Linked DNA regions of Mus musculus: region 1 is linked to region 2. Evidence: chromatin contacts called from public Hi-C data. All regions are on one chromosome and are shown on one strand. Each heading gives the region's core, a stretch centred on a gene start, on an enhancer-like site or on the middle of the called end of the contact. The rest is flanking DNA. Distances are from core to core; before and after follow the strand shown. Region 1 overlaps Gm46770 (a long non-coding RNA gene). Region 2 has its middle 14 kb from the start of Thbd.

Evidence for each region. A called contact is a pair of places that touch in the nucleus more often than the background predicts.
Region 1: a contact with region 2 is called in a Hi-C map of the C2C12 cell line, with 2.8 times the contacts expected there. The contact joins two enhancer-like sites. A contact is called at or near these places in 1 of 15 datasets of contacts at CTCF or cohesin (large pre-B cells), 35 of 484 Hi-C or Micro-C datasets (the AML12 cell line, B cells, the C2C12 cell line and 26 more), 4 of 115 datasets of contacts at active chromatin or transcription factors (the HPC-7 cell line, acute myeloid leukemia, bone marrow-derived macrophages and 1 more) and 3 of 9 other capture datasets (adipose tissue, liver and pancreatic islet).

Annotation. Positions count from the first base shown.
Region 1 is chr2:148,519,384-148,523,599 of GRCm38.p6, forward strand. It overlaps Gm46770 (a long non-coding RNA gene), which reads right to left. Exons shown (of 4, transcript XR_001783504.1): 4 at 1,255-1,310. Among named protein-coding and RNA genes, the nearest start is that of Gm46770, 41 kb to the right of the region's middle. Within about 2 kb of position 2,903, at least 136 of the 459 cell types and tissues checked have an H3K27ac peak or open chromatin away from gene starts, as enhancers often do. A contact at or near this core is called in the C2C12 cell line, bone marrow-derived macrophages, muscle stem cells and 1 more, where this site is marked.
Region 2 is chr2:148,420,379-148,424,439 of GRCm38.p6, forward strand. No RefSeq gene overlaps it. Among named protein-coding and RNA genes, the nearest start is that of Thbd, 14 kb to the left of the region's middle. Within about 2 kb of position 1,468, at least 16 of the 459 cell types and tissues checked have an H3K27ac peak or open chromatin away from gene starts, as enhancers often do. A contact at or near this core is called in the C2C12 cell line, bone marrow-derived macrophages, muscle stem cells and 1 more, where this site is marked.

The sequences.
Region 1 (4,216 bases), core at 1,653-4,152, 100 kb after region 2:
TAGGTATGCATCCCTAGAAATGCCAAATCAGGAAGGGAGCATGTCAAAGTGTGGCGATGACAGTCAGCCATGTCATCCCTTTAACCCCATGCAGCATAATATACAACAGAAAAATAAATATAAGCAAAAACATCTTGCTGAGAGAGAGAGAGAGAGAGAGAGAGAGAGAGAGAACTGTATCTTGCTTATGAAAGTTTTTCATGGAAACAATTCACAGGAATGAAATGATTTTATTAAAGTGAAAATCTGTTTATGGAAAACAGATTCTTAGTGAAACAGCTATCGGCCTATCTATTCTATTGTAGTTTATAATGACATGTGTAGAATTGGTTGTGTCTCATCGAAGCAGCTTTAAATTACATCTCCAATTCTCCAAGTGTTGCAGGTCACCCACAGTGAGCCTCCTCCTAAGGCTTCTGGCAGGTTCAAGAGTCTGTGATTAATCAATAAACATTAGTTGATGAGGACCGCACTAATCCAAGCTCCCAAGAGGGTGTCAGAACCAGACAAGGCATGGCCCTGTGCTCTTGGAGAATCGAGTTGAACCCAGTGATTTTTCCAGCTTCTTAGAAGCTGAATCAATTCAGCTAAGTGACTTCTCATGAGAGCCATGTTATCACTGGGCAGAGCCAAGATAAACCCGATGGAATCTGCACAGACCACACAGATGTTCACAATCACCCTCACAGGAATGTTTATTCCAGCGAACCAAACTGTCATGTAAGGGCAGTCTGCGTCTAGCGCAGCACGTGTCTCACATTTTCTCAGCTCACACGGTTCTCCACAGCTGTTAAGAATCTGGATTTAGGGTTAATCCCCATCCAGGAAGGATGAGGTTTAAAACAAGGGGTTAAAAGAGTGAAGACAACATTCCGAGAAGGGAAACATAAAGAGACAGGTTCTTGGTCTGGGACTAAAACAACAAGAGGCACAAGGAATGAATATTTTGTGAAACATGGAGAGAAAAATGCAAAATGCTCATTTTTGTCTGTCTTCTCTTTGCCCCTGCTCACTCCGGGCTAAGCATCTAGCAAGCAATCAACAAAGAACGGAACTCGCTCCAAAATCCTAAGAGCAATACCACTGCGGGAGGGGTGCAATGAGCTAAACTTCCTTTGGTGGAGTTCAGAGCTGCTTATCAGAAAGCAGGTTTTCTGAGTCCCACCCACCCACAGAGGCTGAATCTGGAGAAGCAGCGCTGGACCCAGGAACCTACATCCTTAGCGTGTCCCCCAAGAAATGTGATGAACTTACCTTTGTAATGGATCCCGTCTTCTCCAAAGGGCACCTGCTGGTGTGGACTGGTTCTGCTAAACATTGAAGACGATGTCATAACCAAGAATTCCACCCTGGACCCATCCTGCAGGTAGCAAGCTTAAGAATGTTCTTCATAACCACAGGGGACTAGAGGTGTTTCCAAGTGAGTCCTAATTAGATCAGGGAAGCAGAGGCAGGAATAGTTCCAGAATGTACCCAAGGGCCAGAGCTAACCTGAGTATGACCAGAGTCACTGTTGATGTCTAGTCCAGATATCTTTTCTTTCTGCCAAGCCACTTCCTCTTTTCAACTTTACTTTCACTAGGTTTAAAAAAATAATAGCTGTCCCCAAGCAGCCACAGACAAATTTGTGTCACATTCCCAGCTTCTGATTTGGAAACAGGAGGGAAAGAAGGCAAAGAAGTACGTGAGGTACTTTACAAAGATTTCTTTAAAAGTAAAATGAAGCTGGGGAGATGCTGCTGTCAGTAAAATGGCTACTGTGTAATCACCAGGACCTGATGTCAGATCCCCAGCACACAAGTGAAAAGCCAGGCATGGGAACACACACCTGTAATCCCAGCATTGGAAACAGAGGGATCCCTGGAGCTCACTGACTACAGTCTAGCCAAACTGGCAAACTCCAGATTTAGTGAGCAACCCGGCCTCTAGTAATAAGGTGCAGAGAGTGGTTGAAGAAGACACCCAACTTCCACCTCTGACCTCTCTCGATATATACATGTATATGTGCACATAGGCACACATGCATGTACACAGGAACACGGTAATATATGCATACATAAGTATTTATAATGCAGATGCATACAGGCACAGAAGTAATTATAGTCTTAGAAAATTAAACATTAAGATTAACAGAATGCTCCATAGCTTTATAATGGATTTGGCAAATTGAAAAATATTCACAAAACTTTCCATGGAGAAAAATATCATTACAGCATGATTCTCCTATTGCCCCAATTTGCATACATTTACTCTCTCTCTGTCTCTGTGTGTGTCTGTTTCTCTCTGTCTCTCTGTCTCTGTCTCTGTCTCTGTCTCTGTCTCTCTCTCTCTCTCACACACACACACACAGGAGGGAGGGAGGGAGGGAGGGAAGGAGAGAGGGAGGGAGGGAGGGAGGGAGGGAGGGAGGGAGGGAGGGAAAAGAGAGAGACAGAGACAGATATGCATAGGCTAGTTTTCCTGCTAACCCATTTTCAGCCATTGTTGTGAGGATTAGAGTTTGGGTTCATTTCTTCACTTCCGCTGATTTTCCTCCAACAAATGTGCCTCACTTGCATAATAGCTCATGTTTTTAAGTAAATGGAAACAGCTACTCCCTGCTCCCTATCTACCCTAAGTGCTAAGCCTCAGGAATCTGGAACATCCATTTGCCTGAGGGATTGTGCCCAAGGGACCAAACTCATGGTAAGGCATGCAGCTTTCTCCTCTAACCCCACCTCTCCCTATGAATGAAATACAAGCCCAGGATTTCTTAGCCCAGCTGAGTAATCAGTGACGCAAGGGTGACAAGACATGACTCAAAAAGACAGAGAAAGTAGCGTCACTGTGCATGGCCCAGGAAGTTGCCTCAGTCCTCTCACTTGGAGTTCCAGGCGTTTAGGGGTCATGGCTTCTTCCTCTATGCTCCTTTTCTGGGTATGAAGCAGCGGCATGCAGGAAAGCAGTGGTTTGTGGGGAGGTCTAATGACCACAGTAAGCCATACCACAGTCAGTAGTCACATAGACTGACCCAAGTCTGGTAGTCAAAACAAGGAGCAGCAGGCAGGGGCATAGCATAGGGAGGAGGATGCTAGGATTTAGAGTTTCTGAAGCATGTGACATCTGCTATTCTTCTCTTCCTGTCGCCTATTGCTCAATAGTTGCTAAATAAAAGAGCAACCAGATAGGGGTTTCAACTCTGTTGGGTGTGCTCACTTTTTTAGTCATACATGTGGCTTATGGCTGTTGGGTCTTCTTTTGAATGCCCCCCAGAGAAGTGATTTGCTGCCTCATTTTAGAGAGCTGTACCAGTTTTTTGGTTTTTTGCTAGTTTGTTTTTTTGTTTTGTTTTGTTTTTGTTTGTTTGTTTGTTTTTTCCAAAACAGGGTTTCTCTGTATAGTCCTGACTGTCCTGGAACTTACTCTGTAGACCAGGCTGGCCTTGAACTTAGAAATCTGCTTGCCTCTGCCTCCCAAGTGCTGGGATTAAAGGCATGCGCCACCACACCCAGCGAGCTGTATCTGTTTTAAAGAAGAGAGTTTCCTTATTCTTAGAAGTGTGGCCCTTGCAACTGAGCATGTATACAAATCACTGAATTTAGGGTGGGCCGAGGAATTTGCATTTCTCTTAAGTCCCCAGAGAACTGAATTATGTTTTAATATAAAGACTTACATTCTGCATTCTATCCAGCACCACACACTGAAACTACTGATTTCCAAATACCAGTTTAACACTGACTATTTTTCTCTGCTTCCTCTTCATTCTCAAGTCCTGTAGGGAAAAGGCAGAATGCCAAAAAAATAAAGCAATACACAGATGCAAAACAAACAGACATATGTGCGCACACACACACACACACACACACACACACACACACACACATCTCTCTCTGCCCTGGCTTTAATATTAGGGAACACAGGGCAGGTCCTTTTCTGTTTTGTGTTCAGTCTTTTAAACCTGTGGGTGTGCCTCTCATGTCTTCTTTGGCTTTTCTCTTACCAACTGAATAAACAAGATAGGAAGCCATGGCCCAAAGACAACATTTTCTCTTCTGAGGTCCCAGCATACAGGATCTGTGAGCAGAGCTCAGACCACTTAGCAGGCTTATGCTACCTTCCTCACACTGAGGTCGGGTGAAGATGAAGATGGGGTAGCCTGTGCATCCATAAGCTGCACCCAACTTCCTATTAATGGCTTCTTATTTCCACACTGTGACTCCCAAAGGTTCCCATGAGG
Region 2 (4,061 bases), core at 218-2,717:
ACAAATCTGCATGGAGCAGTTAAGTTGTCTCTGAGTTAAAGCCTAAGAACACTGTTCAGTTTTCTGTGTTTTTGATTTTTGTTATAAAAGCATAAATTTCCTAAGTAATGGTTTCAGTTTTTAGGAATACTAAATACTTCAGAGAATGAAAACTAGTGACATCCAAGTATTTTAGTTATTAATATACAGTCTAAATTTTGCAGTCCTGTGCAAACAGGAACTATTTTAATGAATTTCTAACTCTGCTCCACAATGAGCTTCAGGAAGCAGCTGCTCTTGGGACTTAAGAAGGTCTGAGTTCTGCATCCTGGTACCTCATCCTGCACTATTGATTCTGATTCTCCCATCATACATTTTACAAAAGGACAGATTTTTTAACTCCACGGGTTCAGGCTGTGTAGAAGCTGCCCAGCCTGTCTGTGTTACCATTCTAAGGTTACTATTTGGCTGCTGTGTCACACTTTGCCTTGACTTAACGTAGAGAAGGCAAGGCAGTGACAGAGCTCTATAGGGCCCAGAGACCTGGAGGAATTCTGGAGACATCCTAGAATAGAGATGGATGAGTTTTTCCATAAAAAGTCAGAATCACTCTTTCAGGATGTTTGGACCCTCCCATCTCTGCTGTAACCAGACAACCCTGCTTTGGTATCATGAAGAAGGTAACACTAGCTACATCCCATCCAACTGAATGTCTGCTGCCTTGTAATTAAAAGTCCCAACACAGTCTTTTGGGAACAATCAATATTTGAGCTTTCTGTCCAGCCAAGTCATTAACTGAGTAGATTTGAACTGGGTTCTTTCAGCATCTGGCAGAAGCTAATACACATTGACAACATATATTCATCTGGCTCAGTCAAGACTAGGGACTGCAGATTAGCAACCTCAGTGTGTGGCTGTGACATGTGTGATACCTCTAGGAGTGAAGACTTCGAGTACAGGAAATGACAGGTGTGTGGGAGGGGGAGTGGGTAGTGTTGTTCTGGGGTCAGAAATGCCCAACACTTGAGTTCATCATTTAGGAATCTTATTGTCACCCACAGGCCTGTGGATGACTAAGAATCTCTCTCTTTGGAAAAAGCAGAAGAATGTTCCTCACTGGGAGAGATCCAGACCCACTCACCTGCACCCAGAACCAGCCCACCCACCATGGGTTTCAAGGTGAAGGGAAAGGTGAAAAAATATCAAACCCACACCAACATCACTACAGATACTTAAATGGAGTATCTTAAATGATGCCAGATCCCACAGAGGCACCAGCAAAAGCTCCTCTGTGTGGTTTTGTTCTCTTTGGAAGCAACTTTTGAAACAATCATAAAAATGTAGCTTAGCCCTTTATAGGGTCTTCCAGAAGTGGGGTGGTGGGATGGGAACTTATCTGTCTAGTTTCTCCTCAGAGCAAGCATTCATTTTTCTGTGTCTGATGACCAGCTGGCCACTGAAGAGCTACTGAGCCAACAGCTGCAAAAGATAATTTTGGTAACACCAGCCATGATGCAAATCTCCAAATCCAGCTGGTTCCACTGCAAGTAGGATAAACACAAACAGCTGAAAAATTAGTAAACCCAGAACTTGAAATACTCTAGAGACACTGTAATGTTTGATTTTTTCATCCTGCTGTTTGTTATCTGTCGTCTTAAGCCTAAACATCACTTTTGTATTTCATCTTCCTGTCTAAAGACTGTATTTCATTAGGAATTAATTGGTCCTTCCTTGCAAACAAAATATTTGGGTTCCCATTTTTCCTCCTGTTTCTTATACTCCATCGCTGATCCAGCATCTTTCTAAAGAGCTGAGAATCTCATTGAAACTCATCAGTTCCCAGGGCTCAACAAAAGTAAAAAAAAAAAAAAAAAAAAAAAGGTTCAGATACTCTTCCCTGGAATGCTGAATGTATCAGGGTTCTTGGAAGAATAAAAGGCAGCTAGCATTGAAAAGCTGATGGCCTGCTATGGCACAGGCTAAGGAATAGAAGAGTCTACCAAGAAGGTATAATCTATATTCCTTGCTCATTAATAATGTCATCTCAGATTGGCCCTTTCCATTTCACTTAGACTTATTAGAAACGCAGAATATTTGCCTTCACCCCTTGCCTTTTATATCAGAGTATGCTTGCCGAAGAGGGGAGGGTGTTTGGGAGACTTGCTGCATATACTCCCCTGGAAGGGTTATGTTAGAGAAGGAGCCAACTCCTTAACCCAGTGACCTCAGTGAGCATCCTGCACAGGAACTAGGTCTTGCCTTTGGTTCCCATCAGATTATTGATGTTCTCTCTCAGAATGAATCAAGACAACCAGTTGTATCTTCTCTATTTCATTCCACTGGGAACTTGTCTGAAGAAGAAGGAAAAAAAAAAAAAAAACAATTCCTGAGTTCCAACCCAACTGAATAAAAAACTCTGGGGTTAGTTATTCTCAGCCTTCCAGTGGATTTTGAGGAACAAGTTTGAGGAACATAATCTTATAGTACAAGGCATCAGTGAATGGTTTCCAAGGTTCCTATCCCATCCTTATCACCCAACCTCTCTCCCCCTTCTGGGCTTTTACCTTGTGGGTTTGGCTCTCTCTTTCTTTGGCCTTTATAACCACAGTTTCTGTCCTTGGGCAAAGTTATTCCAAGCCCTTTCCTAATGTGATAGTAGAAATATACATACGTTTAAGTGAAGATAAATGAAATTTTAGAATTTTAACAGAAAGAGAAGTAGAACAAGCACTGATGTCATGAAGTTGAAAGTCATAGCAGGATGCAAGGAAGAGAAAGGGCTGACTTTGGATGCTGGGGTATTCAGAATTCACAAGCAGTTATGCTCTGCCAATCTCTGGCCTTCTTGTGAGGGTACATGAAGAAATTCCCATTAGATTCTGCCACTACAGTGGGATACTGACTGCGCTGCTGAATGTCAGCCTCACCCATATGAACTTGAACAAGGTTTGAGTGTGGATTGCTTGTTATTGACTCCCAGATAATTCAGCTTCAAAGCCTGGACTCAATTATAAATTAAATATCATTATTAAATTCTGTGAGAAACAAAGGTTATTAGGTCACACCTCTTAAGGCAGAGTCAACAAGCCCTTTCTGCTAAGGACCAGATGTCAGATCCACTAGCCTTTGCAGGCCATTTGGTCTCTGTTGTTACAGCAGAGAAGCTGCAACAGACCATATGTAAATGAATACATGTGGCTGCCTTCCAGTGCAACTTGGTTTATGGACTGTGAAATTTTATAATTCTCACGTACCATGAGATATTTTTCTTCTGTTAATTTTTCCTAAACATTAAAATATGTAACAACTATTTTTATTGGCTCACAGGCTGCATTAAAAACAGGCAAGAGGACAGATCGGGTCTACAGAGCATCAATTTTTCAACTTGCTTTACACACACTTAAAAAAAAAGAATCTCAGAAGACACAGCATTTGCTTACAAAAGTTTCCTCAAGTTGAAGAAAGAAATAGAAGGGAGGAACCCAATGACTAAGAAACATTTTATTTAAAAAGTATGAAATAAAAGTCTTTACCCACTAGAAATGTTGAACAAGTCATGGGAGTTAGAGAGACATTACTGACTATGAAGGAAGAGGAAGAGAAGAAAAAAGCAAAATTCAATAGATATTTGAAAACTTGAAGATGAAAAAGGAAGGATGAAGAGGGTTTTCTCTGTACTATAGGACAAGAAAGAAATGCCATTCTGTGTCTTTAGTAAAAGGAGAAGCTCCTTGTACTGCCCTTCCCTCAACAAAACCGTGATCTCAGTAGCTCCAAATCGTAGTTAAGTCCCATCCTCGCTGGATACTGGGAATAGCTCATCATGTGACCTACTAAAGTCTGAGACTGAGTTCTAGCCTCTGAACTCACCACCACCAAAGTGTGGTAATTTATATCATGTTTGGCTGTTAACAAGATTCATCTTTCCTATATACCAAGGAGCTTCTGTCCTCCAATTAGGTCAGGCAGAGTCCGTCAACGGGAGCCATAGTTTCTGACCCTTCAGATTTCACACTTGTGTACAGTCCATTGTGTGAGTTCCTGCTCTAACTGCTCTTCAATGCACTTGGCTATTCTGACAC